Regions from separate parts of the Anas platyrhynchos genome. Here region 2 is linked to region 1. Evidence: chromatin contacts called from public Hi-C data. All regions are on one chromosome and are shown on one strand. The core of a region is the stretch at or near the end of the contact, and the rest is flanking DNA. Distances in the headings are between cores, read along the strand shown.

What was found. A called contact is a pair of places that touch in the nucleus more often than the background predicts.
Region 2: a Hi-C map of liver shows a contact between it and region 1, with 2.1 times the contacts expected there. The contact joins two enhancer-like sites. A contact is called at or near these places in 2 of 8 Hi-C or Micro-C datasets (liver and subcutaneous adipose tissue).

Annotation. Positions count from the first base shown.
Region 1 is chr14:11,291,334-11,297,314 of IASCAAS_PekinDuck_T2T, forward strand. No RefSeq gene overlaps it. Among named protein-coding and RNA genes, the nearest start is that of UBTD2, 17 kb to the left of the region's middle. Within about 2 kb of position 3,753, at least 1 of the 8 cell types and tissues checked has an H3K27ac peak or open chromatin away from gene starts, as enhancers often do.
Region 2 is chr14:11,375,428-11,381,408 of IASCAAS_PekinDuck_T2T, forward strand. No RefSeq gene overlaps it. Among named protein-coding and RNA genes, the nearest start is that of SH3TC2, 87 kb to the right of the region's middle. Within about 2 kb of position 3,229, at least 1 of the 8 cell types and tissues checked has an H3K27ac peak or open chromatin away from gene starts, as enhancers often do.

The sequences.
Region 1 (5,981 bases), core at 2,503-5,002:
GCCTCTCCTGGGGACACCTTGCTGTGATCCATCCCATGGGCACGCAGGTGTTTGTGCCTTCAAAGCAGATCTGGGATGCATGCAAGAGAGCCAATCTGGGTTGAAAGATGTCAGGACTTTGATGACAATACCAGTTTAAATGTATATCAAAGTATTGCCTTATTTTAATTCCTCTGCTTGTATTGCTTTTTATTCCCTTGCTTCCTGCGCTGGAGGATGTTTGAAATACTTTGACCATGTGTATGTTGTCTTTGCACAGGCAGAACAGTCGTCTTTGTATCTATCTAGTCTGCACGCCTGGACTGACGCAGGTCCCACCGGCGAAGCTGACGCCCTCCAAGATGTTTGCTCCATCAGTTGTTCCCACTCCCTCCTTCTGCGTCTGGGAGCAATGCACGATGCTTTCGGCGGCCCCTTTTCCTGCAGTGCTCTGGCATACGCTTCTTAGCAGTGTAACTACGTTGCTCCTTTTCAAATGAAAATATTTGGGATAACAGGCACTATTTCCTCAGTACCCAACTCCCCACAGATCCATCAACTACCAAATGAGATAAAATACAAATGTGCACGTCTCTTCTCACACAGCCGTTCTCTTCAAACATGCGGTGATCCCAGAAGCTGCAAATGGAAGAGCCTCAGTGGAGGGGAGCTGGTACAACTCCATGCTTGTTGTAGTTTCTGGTGGTTTTGACAAGGCCCATAGTTCAGTTTAAATACCTCAAGTGTTTTAAACCTTCCTGTCTGTGTAATGGTACACAATTTTCTTGCTAACTTGATTTATGCAGAAAACTCACCCCAGGCAACAACAGTAATAGCTGCAGGCTCACACAATTTTTTCAGTTGTAAAACAACATTTACTCATAAGAGCTGGCTGACAACTCTGGGAATACACAATTATAAACAACTTTTCTTCGGCAGAGTCGTTTCATTCTGGTTTATGGCCCTCCTTCGAGCAGTTCTGTCTTCGCCGAGGAAGTGATACTTGGCACAAACGACAAACAAGGGACATGTCAAATGTCAGCACATGCCTGCAGCGCTGAGGTTTTTGGGGAGAGTGTTTTCAGGAACAGGCCATCTGATTTGCTTCCTGAGGGAGGAAAACACACACCAGGAGAGCATGTACCCATACAGCCCTCGGTGTTTGGCTTTTCTGGACAACAAGAGGCCACGAGGCCATTCTGCAGGTTCTGGATGCTGAATGGTGAGTGGTGAGAGATACAAATTGCCTTCTCAGATTGCTGTTGCACAGCAATAAAATCTGTTTAAAAAGTCTCGCCTTCCCTCCATGGTCTCCACCTCAATTCCTTGGTCCTGTTTGAAGGAGGATGCTCCTGAACAGCTTTCAGGGCTGTTAGAACAGCCTCTGGTTACCTCTGCAGCACCAAAGAGGCTGCAAAGAGAGAGGTGGACAAGTGTCTGCCTTCACTGTTGAAGCAAGTGTTTATGTCATGACATCCTCCATCTCCTTAGGTATGATTTTCCTATTATACTGTTTAAGCTGCGTTTCCTTTCCTGAACACCTTCCAGTTTCCATCCCACAAACTCCTCTTGCATTTCTCATCTCTTTCAGTTCATTATAAACTTCAGCACAAAAATGACAAATTTTGGCAAAAAGTGTTTCATTAGACTTTGGGGTGAATTCTTCAGAGAGATTGAAAACCGGACATTTTGGAATTTGCAGCCAGTCTTCAAGGCTGTCTGCAGCTTCTACCCTCATTGCGAAGGAAGGATGAGGATGTCCTGGCCTCTGATGGAGTGGGTTCCTTCTCTCAGTCCCTCAATCATGCTGTGTGGATCTGGTTAAACTCCGGAGCTGATAAACAGTCTGCTGAAAAATGTTTTTTCCACTTTGCCAGGCAGCTGAGAAAAGGCTCTCCTGACACTCCTGGTTCCACGCAGCACCGTGCTGAGCTGCTCCATCAATGCACTTAGTGGGCTTTGGGGAACAAAGCATAAATATTTCAGAAGGGATCTTTAATAGGTGTTTGTTTGCTCAAACATTGCTGAATCCTTCTTTGGTAGTTGCTATGGTAAAACACGCTGATTTAAACAGGAAAATGAGCACAGGCTGGAGAGGTTCATTTCTCGTGTATATATGTCAGCTCCTGAAACCCATCTCACCAGCCAAAGGAAGGCTCTGAGAAGGTGGAGAGGCAGCTCTGGGTGTGACACCAGCCAGGCAATCACGTCAGTGTTCACCTCCAGGAAAATACTGCTGGATTTCCCCACCACTAGTACCTTTATCCTGTAAGTTGCGCTCACTCCACTTTTAAAGCGAGGTTTGCTGAGTATCCTGAGGAGGGGTGCCATGTGTGCCATGTCCCTGCCATCTCCACCGCAGTGCACAGTGCCTCTGCTGCTGGACAAGGACCTCTCCAGCCAGAGCAGCAAGGCTGGGCATGAGCATGGCCATGGGGATGCTCCTTGCAGATAATGAAGACAACTCCAGCGTCTACCACTGTTAAAATCATAAAAAAAGCATATCGCTTTTTGGCCTGACAAATAGAGCTGAAGTGGAAGGGGAATTTTGTGGGGAGCATCTGGACAAAGGATTCTGCTATGTTTGCCACAGTATGAGCAAAACACCACCACCAATTTCCACCATTTCCCTGCTCGCAGAGTAGCAAAACAAGCACAAAGCTGTGGAGAAGTGCAACGTGCTATGGGTTTGCCAAGGCCAGCAGCATCCTCCCAGTCACTGCTGCAAGATAAACTTTGCCCTTCTGCCAATGTTGGTGCAGGCAGCCTAGGCAAAGCACCACCACAGATAATGGGAGGCACCGAATGTATTTCCCTCTTCTGGCCTATGGCTCTTCCTAAAACAAGCTGCTTTTGTTTCTGAATGTTCAGGAAGCTTTCCATCAGCCTTGGATGCCAAACAGCAGCATGGCAATGCTTAGCATGGAAAAGCTTTAAGGGACACTTCATAAAGCTCTTGTAAAGACAGAACACGTCTAATTCACATGGGCACAGTATGGTGCTGCCTTTCCTAAGTGTGTCTGAGAACAACAAAGGCATCAAAGCTCCTTGGTGTCTCTCTTTCTGTGGCAAGTGTACAGAGCACGGGAATTTGGGTTTCTTCCTCATAATATGTTATTTTTTGACATAAAGAAGAATCACTGTGAATCACTAAGGTTACGGTGATGAGGCATTCCCTTGTGGAGCACCTTTAGGAAGGCAGCTGGAGGCAGCACTAGAGAACTACTGCCAGGAAGTACAATACAAATAAAGAAAATATGCTACGGCAAAGAAACAAAAATAGAAAGGCTAACAGATAAGGCCCTGACAGGAAGCTAGATGAATTGTGCCACTTGAGCCGTGCTTGTTTAGACCTGTCCTTCTGTATTTATTCAGTGGATTCCAGCATCTCTTACTTGGAAGCTGCTCAGAAGTGCTGGCCAGTTCCTGTTCAACGAGAGCACACAACCTGCTGCGCCCACTGACAATGAAGAGCTTGGCAAAGAAGCGTGACCCGGACAGGAGAGGATGTGCCCTTTCTGCTGCTGTAGGGATGTTGATATGGGAACGGTAGCTCACCATACAGCATGTTCCTTCTTTTAAACCAGCTGGGAGTTCAGAGTGGGAAACAGGCCAAAGGAACTGCTCAGAGTGCCTCGTGCTGGAGCCAGCGTGGTCCCCTCGGCGATCAGAGGTTTGGTGCCTCTCTTCCTCATTCGTGTTGCTGCTCTGTGCCAAAGAAGAACAGGCTCTGGCACGTGCAGCCTCAGATGGGAGATGCCTGCTGAGATCTTCTGCTGAACCTCTGCGTGTGCTGCAGGAAACCCAGCCTGGTGCTCCTCCCTCCTCCGCCCTGCTGCCGTGCACTGCTTGTACTCACGGGATCCGTTTAGCAAGCTGCTGGCTAGTTTACAGGCAGATAAAAGGTCTTGTAACATCGGGTCCAAAGACTTTAACACCAGGAGCCAGGGCCTGCAGTGTCCTGGAGCTCCCACGAAGCAGTTGAACCAGCCAGTGCTCTCTGCAAGCACACACGGAGCTAGCACGTACACACCCACAGGCTGCCTTGCGAACGGGGTAATGCTTCTTGAGAAATTATCATTTTGGACATTTCATCTTCTCTCTCCGCTGTATGTTAAAGCCTTATTAGCAATAATGTGACATCCAGAAGATTCTAATAAAATCTCAAAAGTTTAGATCAATAGTTAATTAGCTGGGGACCTGTGGCAGACAGTGCAGTCAGATGGAGTTGTCAGAGCATAGCCGTCTCCTGTATTAAGCCTTGTCATCTCTGAGTCGCTGAAAATTTGAGGAGATGGCAATGTGAGCTTGCTGTACATAGAGGAATCCCATCCAGACACCTATACATAGCTAGAAGGGACTATTATTTCATCTCCGAAGGAGTTGAGATAGTGCATTTTTTACATCTCCTTCATCTCCTTTTATGTCTCCTGCATCTCCTTCTCCCACTAAATTTCAGCTTTGCAGAATGGCATCTCTGTGCTATAAAGCAAAGTATAAAAACTGTGTGGGGCTGCCTTGCGACTGCTAAGATTTGATCACATTATACTGTCAGATCTGAAAACAGGCAAACCCAGTGAACACCCCATAGAAAGATGTAATAATCTTTTTATTGAAGCTCTTTTCATAATACGCACAATATAAAGCATATTTTATATTTATCACAGCGATTTCTTTCTCTCTTTATGTGGGTTGCAAATTAACTCAGAAATAAACACTGCACAAATCAATAAATACTTCATCCCCTGGCCTCTGGGCTTATTTATTCACCAATAACTTACACTGCGTAGCCAAGGAAAAACAATTCTCTCTTCATTATTTTCTGGTTGAACAACTCTGAAGTAGCAAAAGTGGACACACTCTGCTATTTTCCTCTGCTGCAGTAGCCAGAATTTCTCCTGATCTGTTAGAGGCGGAGCTGGGCAAACAACAATTTGCAAGTTCCATGGAAAAGTGGTGCCAGGAACATAACAAAGTGATAAGTCCCTGGGGCATTCAACTAGCATGGGCTATTAGCGGTTGAGACAACTGAGAATTTTCTGGAGAAATAGCTTGTTTTGTTTTGTTTTGTTTTGTTTTGTTTTGTTTTGTCAGAAAATGCTGATTTACTGAAGTGGGAACTTTTTGTGCGAGAGGTTCTGGAGGGGATATTAGGAGTGTTGCTAAACCTCAGGGTTTGGGGTGGAAGTGCTGGGACAGAGGGTCCTCTTTGGGAATTGCTGATAATGTCCACCCCAAGTAGACCAGTAATGACTCCTGGGCACCCCTGGCAAATGCCCTGTTGCCCACCAGCCTCCTCCTTTCATGCAGTGCCCTGATGGAGAACAAAAAGGACCCTTAGGAAACCTGGGAGTGCTTTCCAGATGAGCAAAACCTCCCTCCAGCCTGTGCCTCAGTGAATGGCCTCCTGACTTTAACCCCAAAACACTGCAGTTGGTCAGGATGGGGTCACTGGGGAGTCTGCAGGGAGAACGGGGCTGAGAGGGGGCTTGGGGATACCCCAGGGCAGGCTCCCAGGGTGGCAGCCTTTTTGGGGTCCCAGGGGTTTTTCAGCATCGCTGCTGCTTGGGATCGTTTCTGTAATGCGGATCTGAGCTCAATTTACCAGGAAATCTGTTTTCTGCAGTTTCCTCCCTGCCGTGGCTCAGGTGGAATATTGTTCAGTATTTCATGCACTGGGATGGCCAGGGAGAGTCCCTGTTTCCTTGAATAGAGTTTGGAACTGGTCTGGGGGATTAAATACAGCAAAAAAATCCCCTGCCATACAACCTGTCCAAGAGCAGGGATTGACTGCTGACTTTGCAGGCACTATTTTTACACCTGAAAAGTGTTTCCAAGCTCCCAAGGGCTTAATAGAACAGATCCAGGGGAGACATTTGCTGGGGAAGGGCTCTGCCGACCAAAAGAGCTTTCTTCCTGTTTCTTAGCTGGACTGGCTGTGTTTAAAAGCAGGAGAGAATTACTCTGCCTGTCTGCTGTGTGAGGAAGCCCTGAAACGGAGC
Region 2 (5,981 bases), core at 1,979-4,478, 84 kb after region 1:
TCTTCTAATTAGCCTTCAGCTGAAGAAAAAGAAAAATCAAGAAATCACCTCTCTGTAGAAAGAATATTCTCTGAGGACACTTGAGGAAGGATATCAAGGAAGTATTCATGTAGCTGAACAAACTTCCAACTCCATAGATACTATGAAAATTTGTTTTATGTGCGCTGTATGACTGAAACAGGGGAAAACAATCTTATTTCTGTTTCCATCTCCTTTATTATGGGCTTTGGACAGAGGAGATCAGCTCTTATCATTGCCAGGCATCTGTAATGCAGCACTTCTCAATCTTGTTTTTACATGGAAAATAAACCTATTCTTCCCATATAAAACAGACCTTATCTTAGTGCTCCCGTTTTAACTTTTTTCTGGTTTGTCTGAAGTAGGAAGTACCCAATTTTTATGCACTTACCTTTCAGAAAATGAAATATCGCTCCTGGTACTTAGAAGCCCATTCAGCTTTGCTTTTCTTGCTGCGTACGGGAAGTGATATTATCCGCACTCCAGGTCACTTTTTTCTTTCATGTTACACGCTTTGTCCTCTTTGGAAACAGTAGGGAAGTGTTTGAAAGGTGCTTTCTTCACGTTCTGCAATGCACAGCTGTCCTCATTACCCATAACCAGAGAATCCAGGTCATGTTTCCAGGTGTTACTCCAACTTATAATTTTGAAATGTTTTAAGAACAAGTTAAAATTCAAGGCAAGATTTGTCAGTACAGTATACAGCCACAAGTTCATTTCAGTGCTTGCAAATACAAAGTTTCACTGGATGCAAAATATAGATTTCATGTTGTTTTCTTATTAAAACAGTTTGAGACCGTGAAGTTTAATACCCTATATGGTCAGATATGAAGACAATTCATTACTAGGAGTGCTGCCAGCTAATGTCTTAATCATTCCTCTGTTGTAGCACACTCCATCCCTTGAAGATGGAGTTACAGTATGGAAATTCGAAAGGATGAGTTGATTTTCAATTCCTCCATCCTGAGAATTTTCAGAGTTTTCAAATCCAACTCTGGATTATAAAGGCTGTAGAGCCAGGTTGAGCTCCACTGTGATGCAAGATTTTATGGATATTCCTAAGAATCTAACTAGAAAGACATCTTTTGAAGCTGTGTGAGAAGAAGCTGTAGAAGCTGTATCCAACATGGATAACCTTTACCAAGGCGGAGAGGATGCAAAGTTCATACTGAGAACACGAGCTGTGGAACAGGCAAACAGAAACCTGTCTGGCTCATAATGTCAGGTGTTGACTGGGCACTAACAAATTAACCCAATTATTAGATAATCCTGGCTTGTCAACATTGCGAGAATTGCCTCGTGTTACATATTATTCCTTTCCTCTCCTACCACCATTTCCCCTGCTGGCATTTGCCTTGGCATCGAGCCCTGGAGAAGGATCAGACCAAGGATGAGAGGAGGGCACAGCAGAGGACCTGCTTGTTCCTGGTATGGAGGAGCTGTGCCTGCTATCACCACAACCACCCCGTGTGCTTCATGCCCAGACTTGTGGGACAGCAGTTTGGGCACATTGATGCTGGGATGGCTCTGCACCGGCTGCCTGCTTTCAGAGAATTTTAATTTCATGTCAGTCACAGAGCATTAGGGAGAAAGAAACAAGCATCATTCATAAAACAAGTCAAGCACAAATGTATTTTCACAGCGTGGCATCCTGATTACACTCAGGCACATGCACATCCCTCCAGCCCATCCAAACACACCTGGTAAACCCCAGTGTGTCATCCGTGAGCTCCCATTTTCCTCCATACTGTCACAGTGGGACAGTATGGAGGAAAATGATTCTTCAATCTGAGAGGAAGGTACTTCCCCAGAAATTAAAGAAAAAGATGCTCCCAGTTTGGAATCAGGTGAAAACATTTCTTCCACTTCTATTCAGTTGCTTTTCTCCCCCTTTGTTAATCTACTATGAAAGTTTTGAAGTTAGTTGCAGTATTTATTTAAAGTTAGTTGTATTATTTAATATCCTATTGTCTAAAGCCTATTGCTTTGGTAGGGACTCAGTGGAATGGCCTCTGCTTTGGTCCATTTGACAAGTGTTTCCCCTGTCTGCTGAGGCACTGCAGGGGCAATAAAAGATCTTTCCTCCCTACACTGCTAGCAGAGACAGAGCTTTGCAATTTCAGTTCACCTCAGCAGGTGTGAGCCATCTGCATGCACTGAGCCTTTCCTCACTAAGCACTGCAGGTACATCAGTGTGCACGGCAGCTGCTCCAGCCCAGCCACCCCGACTGCGGAGCCTAACGCCCTCAATCATTTGATTTCCCTTTTCAAATCAAATTACTGGGGCTCTACATTAGCAAAACTCGTTCTCACCCTTCAACGGATTCCTCATTTTCCCTAATCTTGTCTTTATAGTGCAGATCCTGGCTACTCTAAAACCCATTACTTCCAATAAAGATCCTTTAAAGTAACTAGCTCTTCCATTTTTTCTCTTCTGTCACCCTAAAACCTCCACAAAAGCAGAAGGGCTTTTAATCAGTATCTCCCAGCTACGCTACACTAAGCACCACTAGGGTGGTGCTTGCTAATTTTGGTGCAGGCAGACACTTGCATTCTGTCCCTGAGACAGGAAGATGTGGATAAGTGAAACCAGCTTTTGGCCTGTGGCTCTCTCCCCTCCTGCTGTCGCTACATTTTTATCAGGGTTTCTCCTGCACAGTCTGATAACGAAACCTATCTGTGCAACTGGGTGAGCAGCACCCCACCACATGTCCCTTGTGGGAAGGTGGGTGAGCAACAGATATGGGGGACCACGGAAAAAAAAGAGCATTTCTTCCTGGGGAAAAAGGCCAAGGAACAGCAATTCAGGAAATCACCCATCCCTCCAGCACTACTACAAAATCACAGAAGCCTCCACCAGCAATATCCATCTTTATTTCCTCCTGGTCTAGGCAAGCCCCATGCTGAAGAAGCCTCAGCAAAAGAACAAAACAGCCATCACATTCACATCTCTCTGCCCTTTTGTCTCTGTCCTTTCCTTGCTGTACCAGACCTTAGCCCCAGCTCATGACCGCATATTTATGAAGGACACTGACCTACTCGATTCAATCCTTGAAAGACCTACAGCGCTGCTATGCCAAACCACAAATAAAAGCAATCTTTGAAAAGCAGATAAACTAAATAAATAAATAAATCCCTCCCTAATCCTTCTGTTTTGGCAGAGCTTGGAAGCATGCTTTAATGCATGAGTAAGTACTTAGACATCTCCAGGCATCCTACTTTCCTCCTAGCCACCAGCAGGATGACTTGGAACCTGTCTGCTGGCACTGTGCTCACTGTGTGTGAGGAGCTCAGAGACCTGGGACTGCTTTGCCGTGGCCATCCAGGAGCCTGGGGATGGTTTCTGCTCCCCAGTTCCCATGCACGAAGGTGTCACACCCTGTAGAGGCAGTCACCCTGTTGTTGAACCACGGCACAAAGGGGAGCTGGCAGCAACGTTGGAACCATTGAGGAAGCCTGGCTGCCAATGGGCCTTTAGGAAACCCATGATTTATGATTTGCCACAGTAGCTACGTGCTCATTTCTTCCCCCTGGGGTGAAGGACCCAAAGCTAACAATGCTGAGTCCTTATCTGCAGAAACATTTGCTGGGGAGTGGTCCAAAAGTGACTGAGGCAGGGCTAGGTTCTCTGAAGTGCTTTGTCCTGTTCCCAGATGAAGAAGGTTTGCATCCAGTTAAATCCTTCGAGATTTATCAGTGAGTACATATAGAGATGTGAGTAAGAAAACAGTGTTGGACACAGTGGTAAATAAGAGGTAATGCCCCTGTGTTCCTTATTCCAAATCAGTACATTCTGTGGCAGATGGCTAGCCATATCTGAGCTGTGGTTTTAACTCTGATAACCATATAGCACATCTACTAACAGCAGAGAGAGGTGGCTCAAGATGAACAGATGTTACAGATGAAGAAGAGCTGATCTGGCTCCACTGACAACCCAGATAACAAATTCAGTAGTGTTTCCACCAGTAGGATGGAAGGACCCATTAAATATGTCATTTCTTTCAATTGCTAGAGGTTGCTATCTGCATCCCAAGGAGGCATCTCCCTCACTTTTGCACACCACAAAATCAAGAAACAACCTTGTCTTTGCCTTCAGATCCAGATGAATAGGTGTTACTGTAACTCTGGATGGAGATCTGCTAGCAAAGATGAGCAGAAGCTAATTTGGGGGGATATGGGGATGAAGCCAGGACTAAGGGAGGCTGTATGAGCTGGTTTGCAGGCTGAGGAGATGGTGCTGTGGGTCCCAGCTGAGATGCACTGGCAGAGCTCTGTGTAATTTTTTTTTTTGCGATGCTAAACCTGTTCCTTGGCAGAGCTCTTATTTAAAGCCGTGCTGAAATCCCTTCCAAAACTCAGACAGAGAAATCCCCAAGTGGACTTAACCCTGGTGGAGTTCCAGGGCTGTCCCTTGGGGTCCTGGCACTGTGGTCGGGTCCCAGAAATTTGGCTGCTGGGCTGGCAGTGCGACTTGAGAGCTGTGCAGCGCTCTGGGATGTGGGGCAGTGGCACATGGGGGACATTTCTGAGGGTTTGTTCCCCCCAGTGCCACTGCACTGCCTTTGCTGTGGGGCAGTTACAGGCTGGGGGGTCAGTAGAGAGGCTCCTGAGTTTGGGGAGTTGTCTCCCCTCTGGAGGGCTTGAACAGATTTGACACCAAGGGAAGAGACCCGCTGTGATTTTTAAATCATTGCTAATCCCTGAGTGTCTTTACTGGCCCCTGGAGCCTGGAGACCAGCAGCAGCTGGAGCAGAGCTGAAAGGCAGGAAACAATTGGCCTTGTTAGACCTTGCTATTGAGGGAAGGGATTTTTCATTTAATTGTGCAGCATTTCCAGGGCGGGTGGGTTTCTAAACAAGACCACTGTCTGGTCTAGGGGGCTTCCCTAGGAGAAGGTGAAGATGCTCTCCCTTCTCCAGCCTTGCTGAAGATCAGCAGGAGGTCGGGGAGGACCAGAACAGGCAGGGAGCCCCTGCCCAAAAGGCAGCTTTCAACCCTGCCAGGCTTTCACCTGCTGCCCTGCGGATGGCACCGGGGCCACCCAGCCCGTCCTGTGCCCCCGCCGCGGGGCTCGCGCTGCCCTGGCTGCCAGCCTGAGCGCTGACACCAGCTCTGAAGTCACCATCCGGAGCAGGAAGCTGGGGATTAGCGGGAACATTGCTTGTCAAGGGGATAATCACGGGCACATGGCACAGATCGGATAGCCCTCCCGCCAGCCAGAGCTACTAATGAGGTGTTTCCCCTGCTGCTGGTGAAGGGCTGGTAATGAAGTTCCTGTCCTATTCCCTTTCCCGGAGCTGGGTATGACGGCTGTCAGACAGGAACCTTCTGTCGGAAATACTCTGCTCCTTGTCCTTGTGGTTGCCCTTCTTCGTGCTGGGCACAGGAGCTGTGTTGAGTCCCTGAGACCCAAGGGGCTTCTCGAGGCTCATCCACACCGACCTGCCCCAGCCTCCCCCATACACACCACATGGCCCAGATTCACTGCTCGGCTGCCTCTTTTCTTAAAGGGTTGGGCTATTTAATTTTAATTGGTATTTACATAACGAGTAACCAAGCAATGAGCTTGTTTTTCACATAGGAATAAGGCCGATGCTAAACAGCCACTATGTACTTTGGGGTTTTGCTCAATAAATACGTCAGCATAAGGCAGGTGAGTAAAATAAAGATTTTGCTTTTACAGGGTACCGAAGGCTCTGCCCGTGGAGTGAAAATTGTCTGAAGGTGGTTGGAGGTCACAAGGTAGCCTTATATTTGTGGGTCTAATCTAAGGACATCAATGGAAAGTACAATTTGAAGGCATACTCCAGGAAAATGCCCTCATTTAAAGAAATCCAGATCACAGCAGGACTCTGCCATAGTCCTGATAAAGAACAGGACAGTGGCCTGAGAAATGGGCATGGATGAGATGGCACTGACGAGTGAAGGACATGGCAGAGGGGCTTGGGAACCCGTGCTCAGCA